Regions from separate parts of the Zea mays genome. Here region 1 is linked to region 2. A link is a contact called in public Hi-C data. All regions are on one chromosome and are shown on one strand. The core of a region is the stretch at or near the end of the contact, and the rest is flanking DNA. Distances in the headings are between cores, read along the strand shown.

Evidence for each region. Hi-C and Micro-C count contacts between places; a contact is called where the count stands out from the background.
Region 1: a Hi-C map of leaf shows a contact between it and region 2, with 2.6 times the contacts expected there. The contact joins the promoter of LOC100273514 here to the promoter of LOC100191764 in region 2. A contact is called at or near these places in 2 of 25 Hi-C or Micro-C datasets (ear and leaf).

The regions. Positions count from the first base shown.
Region 1 is chr7:182,191,151-182,198,312 of Zm-B73-REFERENCE-NAM-5.0, forward strand. It overlaps LOC100273514, which reads right to left and starts at 4,708. Exons shown (of 4, transcript NM_001147932.1): 1 at 4,045-4,708; 2 at 1,795-1,927; 3 at 127-211. The coding sequence starts at 4,562.
Region 2 is chr7:182,033,180-182,039,635 of Zm-B73-REFERENCE-NAM-5.0, forward strand. It overlaps LOC100191764 (Alpha-galactosidase 3), which reads left to right and starts at 4,202. Exons shown (of 15, transcript NM_001137189.1): 1 at 4,202-4,537; 2 at 4,626-4,684; 3 at 5,041-5,097; 4 at 5,186-5,220; 5 at 5,897-6,000; 6 at 6,099-6,171; 7 at 6,340-6,398. The coding sequence starts at 4,344. LOC100284532 reads left to right here. Exons shown (of 1, transcript NM_001157427.2): 1 at 1-576. The coding sequence ends at 377.

The sequences.
Region 1 (7,162 bases), core at 3,458-5,957, 160 kb after region 2:
GGACACATGGTACAGCTTCTGAATATAAAAAAATGTGTAAGCTACCTAAGATGAAGCTAGGCTGCTGCGACAATGGGACACCCTCCCACATGAACTTATTATGAAAAAAATTAAATAAATGCTCACCGTCACGCAGTTGGGCCTGCTGCTCCATGGCCTGCAACCTTATCTTGAGCTCAGCATTTTCTGCTGAAAGTCCAGTTGTGTCTCTCTGCCGATCAAAACAAAACAGTGTGAAGGATATTAAGCACATTAATACAAGAGTAAATTGCACGCCTGGACCCTAAAGTATTACGAGATTGTTGTTTGTGTCGGTCTATTTGGCTCCCTAACATATTTTAGTGATCTTATCCTGGTCTAAAGTAGACATGGGGACACCTAGACCCTGACATGGCCATCCACATGGCGTGATTTAAGCACAACTTTGTTCCTGCACCTTCCTCATCGTAAAAGAGAGCGGGAGAGATGATTGGAGGAAACGAGTGAAGATGATCTCATGCACCCTTACCTGGCTATGAGCTTGTCCGCTGACTCTGAATGGCTGAAAAGAAGAGGATGGGGAGTTCGGGGATGGTGGCTCGATGGATCTTTCATGTGGTTGCTACTTGCTAGAGTCCAAGGGCACAGGTCCATGCGTTTCAGACCCTGGAAGAGACACAAGGGCGTCAGGAGGATTTCTGAGGCAGTGGCGATGGACCCACCCCTCCTTGGCGTGCGCACTAGGGATGATAGGATCGAGGACACCGGCCATGTGATCACCTTCAGTGAGCGACCCGAGCCCCACAAGATCACCGGCGAGGTCCAAGCTCAGCGACGACCCTGCACGACCACGACCTCCATGCCCACCTCCTGCATTGCACCAAGCCACCAACTAGCCCACTTAAAGCACCTAAGCCCGCAGCTCGCACATGCGCGAGAAACATGCCGGCAGGGATTTAAGAGTCAGGGAGAGAGGTGGGGAAAAGAAAGGGGCCAAAGTGAATTGATAAGGCAGGCCCAGGGGGGGTTCTTCTTAAATCATGCCATTCACTGCGGGCACGCATGTCACACATGACTTTACCAGCCATGTGGATGGCCACATCGTTCATGGCGTCGATGTTTCAAGTTTGGACCAATATGAGATCATTTGAATAAATTAGGGAGCCAAATACGCGATTTCATAGTTCGGGGACCTAGACGAGAATCAAATAATATTCTTGGGACTGGCCATGCAATTTACTCTTATACAATACAAAAGACATGGACAATTCAGAAAATGGAACCAGAAAAAATCTGCTGAAAATACAGGGTTTTCTGCTTAAAATTTGAAGTTGCTAGCATAAGATTAACCTAGTAACAATGTGCTTATCGCGATGAATTGGATCAATGGGGATAGTATAATCGCCAAAACTACAGTGCTGCTCAACCGTGAACAGTTCTTTTACTGCCACCAACCAAGTATTACTATTCAGACCTCCAATCGTTGAGAAAACTATATGAAACAACCCCAAGGAAGATTTCGCCCTAATCATGACATGTGGCATTAGTCAATACTCAACATGATCACATAAACTATAACATGTGTTATAGATCTCATTGCATGTGCATAGTCCAAAGAAAATATTATACTAACTGTTGATTTGTAAAGCAATTGGAGTTTGGCTCATAGAAATTACAAGTATGGACTATAGAGTACAGCTCGTTGCACAGTATATAATAAATAAAGTATCACTAAGCACTGTTATTTTCACACTAGAATAAATTAACGGAACACAATTCAGCAATACATGAGACAAACAGAATGATGAAAGGCACCTGGAATAGTGTCAGCTGTGCTGAAAGAGTAGTAGCCTCTGTCTGAAGAGTTTGAACCTTCCGCTCCAATTCTGTTATATATCGAGCTTTTCTTTCCTTTGACCGTGCTGCAGATTGCCTGTTTGCAATAATTCTGCACAAAACCCAAGATCAGGAAGGATCAGGAAGTATATGTTACAAATACAACACGCTGGTTAGATGATTCAGGTAAAACAAAGTTGACTTTGACAGATCATACAGTCAACTGATTAAAGATAATATATAGGTAACATAATAAAGTTAAAACTAGTTGACTGAAATTTACTAATCTGTTAAGATAATTTAGGTAATGTAGTAAAGTTCAAACAGTTGGCGAGGACAGATGAAAGTTAACTTCCTAAGTTCAAACAACATGGTTATGAATAAAAAGATCATGAATTGTATTCGCGACAGTTTGCCTACACTCCAGTAACTTGACATAATCTTCTCGCTGTATGTTCTTCTGCCTGTCATCCAAAATTTCAAGGAATAAAGCTACACACACACAGATCTGGAAAAATAATCAAAAGATGGTTGTGCCACAGAAACAAAGTAAAAAGAAAATAGTAAATGACAAATAGAACTTAATAGCTTCAACAAGTTTCAACAACATACAGTAAATCAATCAAATCAAGTTTGGAGCTCCGTCACATCTGTTAGCAGCTGCGGTGAACCTAGTAATCTAAGCCAAATTAGTTGCAAGTTTGATAGTGTTTCATAGCAAATGAATATCATGGTCTAAGTGTAATTTTATTTAGCACTATTACAACAAAGATTGCTTGATGTTAGATAGGTCCCATATTGAACAAATATTACAGAAATCAAAATGTGGCTGCAATCCAGGAGCAATTGTACAAGCCAGCAAAATGTAACCCTAAATTATAAACATGTGTTTATACCGCTTGCTTGTAGTGCAAACTTTTGGGAAAATACTGATGTCCAGTGCGGTTAACTAAACAAGAAAAAATATACTTGTGATGTAGAGCTATAAGGCACAATTAATAGAGAATCAGCATTCGCCCCAACTTCATTTAACATGTCGGAGGGCCTTCGGTATGACATAATAGGAAGATAATGATGTGAAACACTGCATGCCTATTAAATATGCGACAATTTTCTGTCATTTACAGCCTTTTTGCTGATTTAAGAATCTATCCGACAACGAGCAGCCTCTTAACTGATTTAAGAACCTGTTAGACAATTAACAACATAAAACAATCTTGAAGACTGAGATAGTAGTGTGCCTAATAAAATACAGTAAAACTGGGTATGCTACCTCTGTTATATCAATGATTGCCAATACAAAAGCGTATCAACGATAAATATCACCGATTCACCGAAGTCAGCTAGGACTTGAGAAGACCAAACATGGAAAACAATTGCATGAATTATAACAAGAGAAACACTATATCATATAGCTTGGCCCCAATACAAAGTTTTGGCAAACAAAATATAAACACCGCCAGCGTAACTTTAATATACGGCAAAAGAGAAACTATGGTTGTAGCATACAATTTTGTGCTAGAAAGAACCAGTTAGAACTTAGAAGTATGCCATGCTAGCTTGTGGGGCATCTTGGAGGGAATCTAGGTAACGCAGAGTGTCCAGTGAGGAAAACATTGCAACAAAGCAAATAGATGCTGTATACTGCATTTTTTACCTCCGTCTCTGTTTATTTAAGACTAAACAACCAGAAGCACCTTTAAAAACCAGGACGTGTGTCCAGCATAGAGAAAATGCCACGGAAACAATTCACATCTTCTGCTTGTTTGAGGCTAAACGACATGAGACACCTTTACAAACTAAGACACTAACTAAGGAAACCAAAAATGACATCTCCATAACTTATATGGGTGCTTGCTTTCACTTGGAAAGAAAGCTAGGAACCGACAAGGATTGAACTAGCTGCATCCAATTTAATTGGTCAGCTTGCTGCAACCCTATCCACTAAGCTGCCTTTCACTATCCCGGTGATTCCAGACCACGTCTCAAGTAGTTGGCAAGAATCACAGGTGGCGACGCTTCTTTTCTTTCTTTTTTTCATTTCAATGCACACAATATCAAAAGTCATTAAGCATTATGTGGCTTTTCCATCAATATATAGATCACAAAAAGTAAGAGCCATATCACCTGCAAACCTACCAACCAAGCAACTACCAAGTGCAGTCCTAGCTAGTAGTGTCAGAATGCGAGGACGGTGGCAATGGAAGGAGGGTGAGGTAAAGGCGTCACCTTTTGGCGCGCTTGGGATCGATGGCGGCGAGCTCGGAGAGCTGCTCGGAAGACATGGCCTTCTTGGCCTCCATCACCTCTCCGAACATGCCTCCACCGCCGTCCTGCTGGCCGCCCGGGCCGCCGGCGGCAGCCCCCATCCCGAAGCCGTCAAAGGAGACGCTGTGGCGGTGCTTGGCTGGGCGCGGCGGCGAGGAGGTCTCGGCGGCGCGGTCGCGGTCGGCGCCGGCGATCTTGTCCATGTCCATGAAGGTGGAGAAGAGGTCGTCCTCGGAGCCGATCTCGTCGAAGCCGCCGCCCCCGCCGCCGGGCAGGTCGTCCGGGAAGCGGAAGGCCACCTCAGATCTGGCGCGGCGGTGGTGGCCCACGCGCGGCGGGGGCAGCCCGGCGCCCGGCTGCTGCTGCGGCGGTGGCGGCGCCCCGCCCGGGACCGGCGGCAGCGGGCAGGGGAGATTGAGGTTTGGGCTACGTGCCGGCGAGCGCTGCGGCGGGTCGCCGGGCTTCGGTGGCATCGCCATTGCGACGGGCAGGTCTGCTCCTCTCCGTATCTCTCTCTGGTCGGGACTCGGGGTTCGGGAAGCGCACGCGGGCACGCGGCTACTACTCTTGGCTAGCTGCTCTGTTACCGCGACAGTGGCGTGTTGGGTTCTGAAAGAGAGTGGAGTGCGTTGGGGATCTGGGAACGAAGGGGCGTGGGAGGCTGGGGTGGGTCCCCGTAGTCATCACACGGACATAGGACCATGTGATCGCCCGCCCACGGGGTCGGCTGGCTTGTTTCGGGCCTAATACGTGGGCTGGACACATCTTGGGCTGGTTCAACTAAAGTTTGAGCAGACAAATGGGCTGGATGGACCTGTGGTGTAATGTTGCTCGGAGGCCTTGGGACACTTAGGAGATGTTTGTTTAGGATTCTAATCTGCTCATAGGATTCTAACCTGCTCATATTATATAATCCAACAAATTTTAAGCTAAGACTCTATTTTTTACTTCTAGGATTTATATAGTCTAGATTATAGATTATATGAGCATCTAATAACCTACATATAGATTATCATAAACTAGGTATTTAAATTATATAATCCACCTAATAATCGGTGATTTTTGTTTATCGCTTTAACTTTTTTAAGCTACATTAGATAATCTAGAGTGTAAATAAACATGGTCTAAGTATATTTTGTTTGAGATTATAATATGTACAGATTATATAATCCAACATATTTTGAACTAAGTGTTAGTTCAAAATATATAGGATTAATCTAGACGGATTATAATTATAAACAAACATCCCCTTAGGGTTTGTTCGTTTCGTCGTTAATCCATGTGGATTGGGTGATATTGAGTCGGTTTAAATCCATAACAAGTCAAAATCCATTTCAATTCATCCCAATACACACCAATCCACATGGAATTGAAATAACCGAACAAGGCCTTAGGTGGATTATATAATCCAACTTAAATAAGTTAAAAGACAAATAAACTATATAGATTATTAGATGGATTATATAATCTAGATATCTAAATTATGATAATCTATAAGCATGTTATTAGGTTCTTATATAATCCACTAGGTGTATGCATGTAAGTTGTTATGACGCCAACATGTTCTGATAAAATACATTAATATGCAGAAACATTAATCAACATTTCTCCTATGTGCTCTCCAATGAACAAACTGATGTCAAGAAAACAAGAAGGATGGAAAACAAAATCATCGACCAGCTTGCTCATACAAGGGAGTAGTGCTTTTCCAATCAATATTTCACCTTGTAAACTCAATTTTGTTCTAAAAGTATATTCAAGAAACAATTGAGCGGACTCCATTATAAGTTGATGAATCAGGACATTTTTTGTGGTACATTGACATATAACGAAGTAAAAGTGATAGTCGCCTAGAGGGGGGGTGAATAGGGCGAAACTGAAATTTACAAATATAAACACAACTACAAGCCGGGGTTAGCGTTAGTAATAATAAATGAGTCCGCAAGAGAGGGCGCAAAACAAATCCCAAGCGAATAAGCAAATGAGACACGGAGATTTGTTTTACCGAGGTTCGGTTCTTGCAAACCTACTCCCCGTTGAGGAGGCCACAAAGGCCGGGTCTCTTTCAACCCTTCCCTCTCTCAAACGGTCCCTCGGACCGAGTGAGCTTTCCTTCTTCTCAATCAACCGGGAACAAAACTTCCCCGCAAGGGCCACCACACAATCGGTGCCTCTTGCCTCGGTTACAATTGAGTGTTGATCACAAGAGCAAAAGAGAAAGAAAGAATGCGATCCAAGCGCAAGAGCTCAAATGAACACGGCAAATCACTCTCTCTAGTCACTAGGGCTTTGTGTGGAATTGGAGAGGATTTGATCTCTTTGAATGTGTCTAGAATTGAATGCCTAGCTCTTGTAAGTGGTTGAGAAGTGGGAAAACTTGGATGCAATGAATGGTGGGGTGGTTGGGGTATTTATAGCCCCAACCACCAAACTTGACCGTTGGCTGGAGGCTTCTGCTCGATGGCGCACCGGACAGTCCGGTGCACACCGGACAGTCCGGTGCCCCTGCCACGTCATCACTGCCGTTGGATTCTGACCGTTGGAGCTTCTGACTTGTGGGCCCGCCTGGGTGTCCGGTGCACACCGGACAGGTACTGTTTGATGTCCGGTGTGCCAGCATGGGCGATTCTGACTTCTGCGCGCGCAGACGGCGCATTGAATGCGCGGCAGAGAGCCGTTGGCGCGGAGACGACCGTTGTCCCGGAGTTGCACCGGACAGTCCGGTGCACACCGGACAGTCCGGTGAATTATAGCGGACGAGCCGTTGGCTTCTCCCGAAGCTGGCGAGTTCCTGAGGCCGACCTCCTTTGGCGCACCGGACACTGTCCGGTGTACACCGGACAGTCCGGTGAATTTTAGCCGAGTCGCCCCTGGAATTCCCGAAGGTGAAGAGTTTGAGTCTGAGTCCCCTGGTGCACCGGACAGGTACTGTGCACTGTCCGGTGGCACACCGGACAGTCCGGTGCGCCAGACCAGGGGTGCCCTCGGTTGCCCCTTTACTCCTCTATTGAATCCAACACTTGGTCTTTTTATCGGCTAGATGTGAACCTTTTGCACCTGTATAACTTATACACTGGAG
Region 2 (6,456 bases), core at 2,952-5,451:
GGGCGCGCCCACCACGGTTCCGCCTCCACGCCGCGAAGGGCGGGCCGCCGCTGCCGCCGCCGGACCAGCACAGGCGGAACATGGCGGAGGGGGGCTGCACCCGGCGGCTGCGGCGCGGCAGCCGGCTTCAGTGGATGTACGAGAGCCTGGTGGTGGTGAAGGAGTCGGCGGACCCCGAGGAGGACTTCCTGGAGAGCATGGCGGAGATGGTCACGGCCAACGGCGTGCGGTCGCCGCGGGGCCTAGAAGAGCTCCTTGCCTGCTACCTCGCGCTTAACGCTGCTGACCACCACCGCGCCATCGTCGTTGCGTTCCGCCGCGCGTGGCTGCACCTGCACCTCCACCTGCGCCGCGTGCCGCCACCGCCGTCGTTGTAGATTAGCTCTAGCTTCTAGCTAGCCATTTTTTCTTCGGTCTCGAACTCACTAGCGATCGCTGCACGGAGCTAGACGCAAAGATCGCGATGTGCCTGCTCTGTTGTACAGTGCGTGTATGTATGATGATTCGGGGACGCGCGCGTTCATGTGAATTGTGGTGTGCGTGCTACGGTTATGAATTATGACCACACTTGTCGTCGAAAAGGCCGTCTGCTTCAATTCGTGTGTGTGTTTTTTTAGCTTGGCTCTTGTTTGGTTCTTGTTGATGATGGTGTGATGCTGCAAGCCTGCGTAAAGCTGAAGGATCGATCGATCGTCCTGTGCGTTGTCACTGGGGTGTCACATGCATTTCAGTTTCGGTCTTTCTTTCAGGAAAGGGTGTACGGTCTTTAGTCTTTACGGAGGCTGCTCAACTTGCTAGCCAGAGCATATTTAAGTTGAGCATCCACTCTTTACTTTTAGGTAATTGCTTAGTTTTAAAAGTAAATTAATTTTTAAAGCAACTACTAAATGAATAATGAATAAATCATACGTGGCAAATAAAAGCTTGTTTGCATAGTAGATTAAATCTACCCAGAACTCATCTAGCAATAACAAGAGCCATGAACTCATTATTACTCACAACAGAGATTGGTCTAGCCGGACTAAAGACGAGTTCACGGTTTTAATGAAGTCCATAAAAGTTGCAACACAAATCAATTCGGGAGCAATCGTGTGATCGCTATCTAAAAACATGATTCACACCAACCCATCGTCGTCGTTACACCGATGACTCTCTTATCTAAAATCTTAACCCATAGTAGATACAAAATTGTTTCTCATCCTTTACGAGGATAATACCCTCTCTATTATAGGGGAGGATTAGGCTTACGGTAACCACGCGTAAAATGTTATAAACTAAAATCGACTTAGTTATGATACCCCCAACCTGATGAATACAATTTTGAACTTGTTGCGCAGGGCAAAGTCAAAAACTGAGTGGGCCTTTGAGATTTATTCTGAAATTTATTGTTAACTAAATAGGCCGAGCCCAATAATCTCCAACAGTAGTCCATCACCAGATCTAGAAGGCACACGCTCTTTAGGCTACCTCCTCAAGTGGAGCTTATAAGTCATATTGTCGTGTCTCATCCATGAGCTTCTTAGAAAACTCTCACAACCCACAGAGTGTGACCAACAATTAGCTCATATAGGTATGTTTGACTAGAATACCCTATGAGATGATATCTTCATGTTAAGCCTATGAATACATTAAGATAAAAATCATCCCGTCTTACACAGTCAAGAGTATTGCATCTTCTCTATAGTGGGTAACGTGATATATACTCTTCTAGTTACACTCATAGCTTGTCCCCCCAAGTCCTAATTTATGGAAACTCTGATCTCAAAGGTTTAGGTTGTCCTTTGTGCAACCCGTCAGTCTCAAACCCATCTCTTTTGATTCATCATCTATCACGTTTCAAGATAAACCTTTCGTAAACATGCTTGTCGATTTTGTAGCTCTTTTTATTTATCAACAACTATCACTCTAGAGTTCATCAGTTCCTGGCAAACTTGAACGACCTTTCATATGCCTTAATTATTTCATATTATCCTTTAAACTTGACACTTATATAACCATTTGATTATCACAGTTTATAAAGATTGTCAGAATGGGGTTTTTCTAGTATAGGTAACTCCATCAAGAACTCTCTCATCCATTTGCCTTCTATAGTAGCTATATCTAATGTAGTAAGCTTAGCATCCACGACTTACCTCATCAATATGATTTGTTTGCATAACCTTCATGAGACATTAGCTCCTCCATGAGTAATGGCATACCCCGTCATTGCATTTATGACATTAACATTAGAAATCTAATTAGAATGACTATATCCTAATGAAGCCCATAATTTATTGTACCACTTAAACATTGTATACCTCTCTCAAGCACACAACAACGATCATCTCCCCGATTAATAGTAAATCGGCTTAGTTTGATAGCTACAAAAAAGATATCAGATCGAATAACACCAACTAAGTACATGAGTGAACCAATTATATAAGAATGCATCGACACTTGCGTGTGTCGGTGTAGTTGTACTGGAAGGGGCTGTATCTTGTGAGATCATACCAATCATGTTTGTGGTGTGGGCATCACCGTGTACCAGGGAGAACGAGGCCCATGATGTTCCAGCCAGAACTCGATTGTGGATACGACAATGAGCATCTGAGAGAGGACGGAAGCGGAGCGCCACTTACTCGTAGAGAAGGCTTGTGGCTATTTACATAATTACCTGACCAAGAGCTTGACCCTCGCATGGGCTGCTACCCGTAGCGTAGATGCTGCAACCAGAATTAGTAGGAAGCTTGTGCGCTTCTTGATACCTTGATAAAAGGTCAATGAGAGTTTGCATCTCTATTTCATTTAATGTTTCACATTTATATTGCTACGTTTAGTTGTGTGCTTTAGCTTTCATAGCTTAGTCACAGATTAGTTGGTAGGACTGAAACACAAGCTGTATAAATTCGTGAGATAGCAAGCAACACTTAAACAAAGTCTTATTAGTTGCACGTAGCAGCCCTTCCCAACAGGCCAAACTTTGTAATAATAATTGTAAAAGCAAAGTTGAACCCTCTGGAAACAAAATAGACAAGAGAGGAGAGCCTGGTGAACGGTGACCACGGCCGTGCACGTGCACGAGTGAGCAGAGCAGGGAAGGAAGGAAATACGCTGGCATTCCAAGAGGACACGTGACGTCGTCCTCGCGCGCGGCCACTGTCCTGTCCTGTTCCAGTCCAGACGCGAGGCCAGGCCAGACAGACCCATGCTAGGCTATGGTGGATGCTTCCTCAGGTGACATGGACGTGTCTGTGCGTCTTCAGTTATCCACTGGTCGGTCTGCTCCTAGAATCCAGTCCAGAGTAACGTAGGAGCAAGCCATGGACTGGAGCGATAGCATAGCGCACTGTTCATGCATGCATGGGCATCTATCTGCTGGTGTCGTCGTCAGGTCGATCAGCTTCCATGGGTCGCCACGCCACTCCGCGGCCGCTCTCTTTCGGTCAGGTGACGAGCGATGCCTCGGCGTACCGATCAAACATGTGCCTACACCTGCAGTGGGTCTTTGCATCGTTCTTGTTCGCAGTCGCCCGCAGTGGCGAGAAGAGGACATGCGCAACGTACAAAGATTTCGCCATCTCGCCCTGCCAGACAGCCATCACTCCCCGTGATGATGGACATGGCCTCCGAGCCGACGGCGACGGTGGCTGGGATGGGGCAAAGTTGCTGTGGTAGGTTTCGCCGGGCTCCTCCTTCAATCCCGTGTCAGGTGTTGGTGGAGTGCAGGTGCAGCAGAGAGCCGTTGGCAGGCCGTCGAATCTCATATAGGGCCCATGTAAATCTGGCCTGCGCCTGACGTATGGGCCTCAAAACTAATTTATCCAAATAAGTTTTTCCTCTTCTTTTTTATTAATGCCGTCCCGTGGTGATGGTGATGGATATTGATGCCGATGCGGACAACTGGATGTGCAGTAGCGTACGTGTCTCGTGGTGGTTGATAGGTTCGTTTCTAGTAATCAGTTTAATAATTAGATTATATTTAATACTTCTAACTAGCATTGAGATATCTATTGTGACATAGACTAAAATTATATTGGGTAACTTCCTATATTATTAACCTTGCTCTAACGGTAATTTGAGATAGGGATCCATTTCATATGGAAAGATTAGAGATGCTAGCATTAATTATGTCGGTGTCCAAGCAGGGAGAAAATAAACCACGAATCGGATAATGCTGGTGGACCCAGCTGCCACCTGCCATTTGGGCCCCCGATGCTTGAAACACCCGCCGCGGGCCGCGTCGGCGTCGGCATCCGTCGCCACAAAACTCTCCTCGCAAGCGTCGCCGCCCCGCACAGATCAACCGCTCGAAATTTGGGGGAAGCAAGCGAGAGCAGCAGCAAGCCTCATCGGGAAGTGGAGAGATGGAGGCGGCGGGTCGCCTCCCCCTCCTCATCGTCTCCTCCCTCCTCCTGCTCCTCTCGCCGGAGCGGCCGGCGGAGGCCGCGCCGCGGCGAATCCAGCCGCTCGCCACCGCCGCGCTGAGCCGCCTCTACGACACCTCCAACTACGGCAGGCTGCAGCTCAACAACGGCCTCGCGCTCACTCCGCAGATGGGGTAGCTGGTGCCTGCCTCTGCAGCTGCCGCCACGATTCCTCCGCCTTTACCAGCGTTAATTCTGTACTGCAACGTTGCGTGTGCGCAGGTGGAACAGCTGGAATTTCTTCGCCTGCAACATCAACGAGACGGTCATCCGCGAGACAGGTTCGATTCCGGCTCCACCGCGGTCTCCGCCTCCTCGCTTCCCGCTGCCAAACTGGGAGCACCGCTACTCTAGATTTACTGATTTAGTATTACCCGTTTCTAAGTTTTTGGCCCAATTCGTAATGTTCGCCTATTTGGTGCGTTCCCCGCTGCTCAAAATACATTCAGATGGGCCATATCACGGGTCAATGATTACTGTTGGATACACATGACAATGGGACTGCTTCGGTTCACTGTTCAAGCGTGCATCTTAGCAAGCAGCAACTAGTGTTTGCATGTTTTGTGTGACAGCTGCCAAAACGCCTTCTCTAAAGCAGAGCTTGCTCAGACATGTTAACCACCTTTTTTTTGAACAGCTGACGCCCTGGTGTCCACGGGACTGGCTGCGCTGGGCTACAACTTCGTCAATATCGGTACACCACTGGGCTCAACACAACGGATTGTTTGTCGGAGACTATTTTGTTTATCTTATCTTTTTTGTTTGTTTCTTTACTTCTTCAGATGATTGCTGGTCATACGTGAAACGTGGAAAGCAGGTAATGGGATGCTTTGATTCCATGTTTTCCCAAATTCTCTTTCAATTTGCATTTGCAGACATGCGCTGAAATTGATTAGGTAGCATATAGTTTACTTGATCATTTTTATGCCATAATGGCATGATCAAATAATCTTAATTGTTGTGCTTGTTGAATGGCTCATTGTATACTTCGTCAGCAAAATGTTCGTGTGATCATCTTTCCTGGTTTTGGGTGAAAACCGGACCTCAGTGCATGTATTCTAAATTGGGAAAATATCTAACCTTGTTTGCAATGTCCTTATTTGTATACTGTTTAGTCTCTGATTTTTGTTTTGCAAAATATTTTTTACAACTCTATATAGGGTTCTAAACTTCTCCATACAACATGCCCCCCTGTACTTTTTTTTTGAGTTGCTCTGTTATATTTTATTTTTAGATTTTTTATTTTAAAATGGAGTTTATCTTTCTTTATGCCTACATGGGGGTACCCACACTGTTATTTGTCAATATCTGTTTTTTGTAGCAAATTGTTTTGCATTCTCCACTCTTTCTGTTTTGGCACATTGGGATGGATAGATACCCTAAATCACAAAATTGACTTATTTGATCCAAAAAATGTATACTAATACTGTAATACTTTCATAATCATCAGCTTATTTATACAATTCTAATGGATCTTTCTTTTTAACATCTAGGATCAATTGCTGCCTGATCCAAAGACTTTCCCTTCAGGCATCAAAGCCCTTGCAGATTATGTGCATGGAAAAGGTCTGAAACTTGGTATATACTCTGATGCTGGGTAAGTGAACATCTCAATTATAGAATTTCAGTTTTCTGCATCTGCGTGCAGTTAACTTAGCATTGACAACAATAACTCAATAAGATAAATCTTTTCAGGAAATTTACTTGCCAAGTTCGACCTGGATCACTCGGTCATGAAAATGACGATGCTGCGATCTTTGCTTCATGGGTATGAGCAAGAAGCATCCACTAAACTACCGCTCCATAAACATTTGCAATACAATATTGATTTAAATTGTTCATGTCAACCTACCTATTTGTGACTTCAGGACTTGAACTACCTATAAAAATGAAGATATTGTACTAATTCATGAATACGGAAACTGTTTATTTTCAGGGTATTGATTACCTGAAGTATGATAACTGCTACAATTTGGGAATTAAGCCTCAGAAAAGGCAAGACAACTCATATATCTTCCCTTAGTGTTGATCACAGTTTAGAACACACATGACC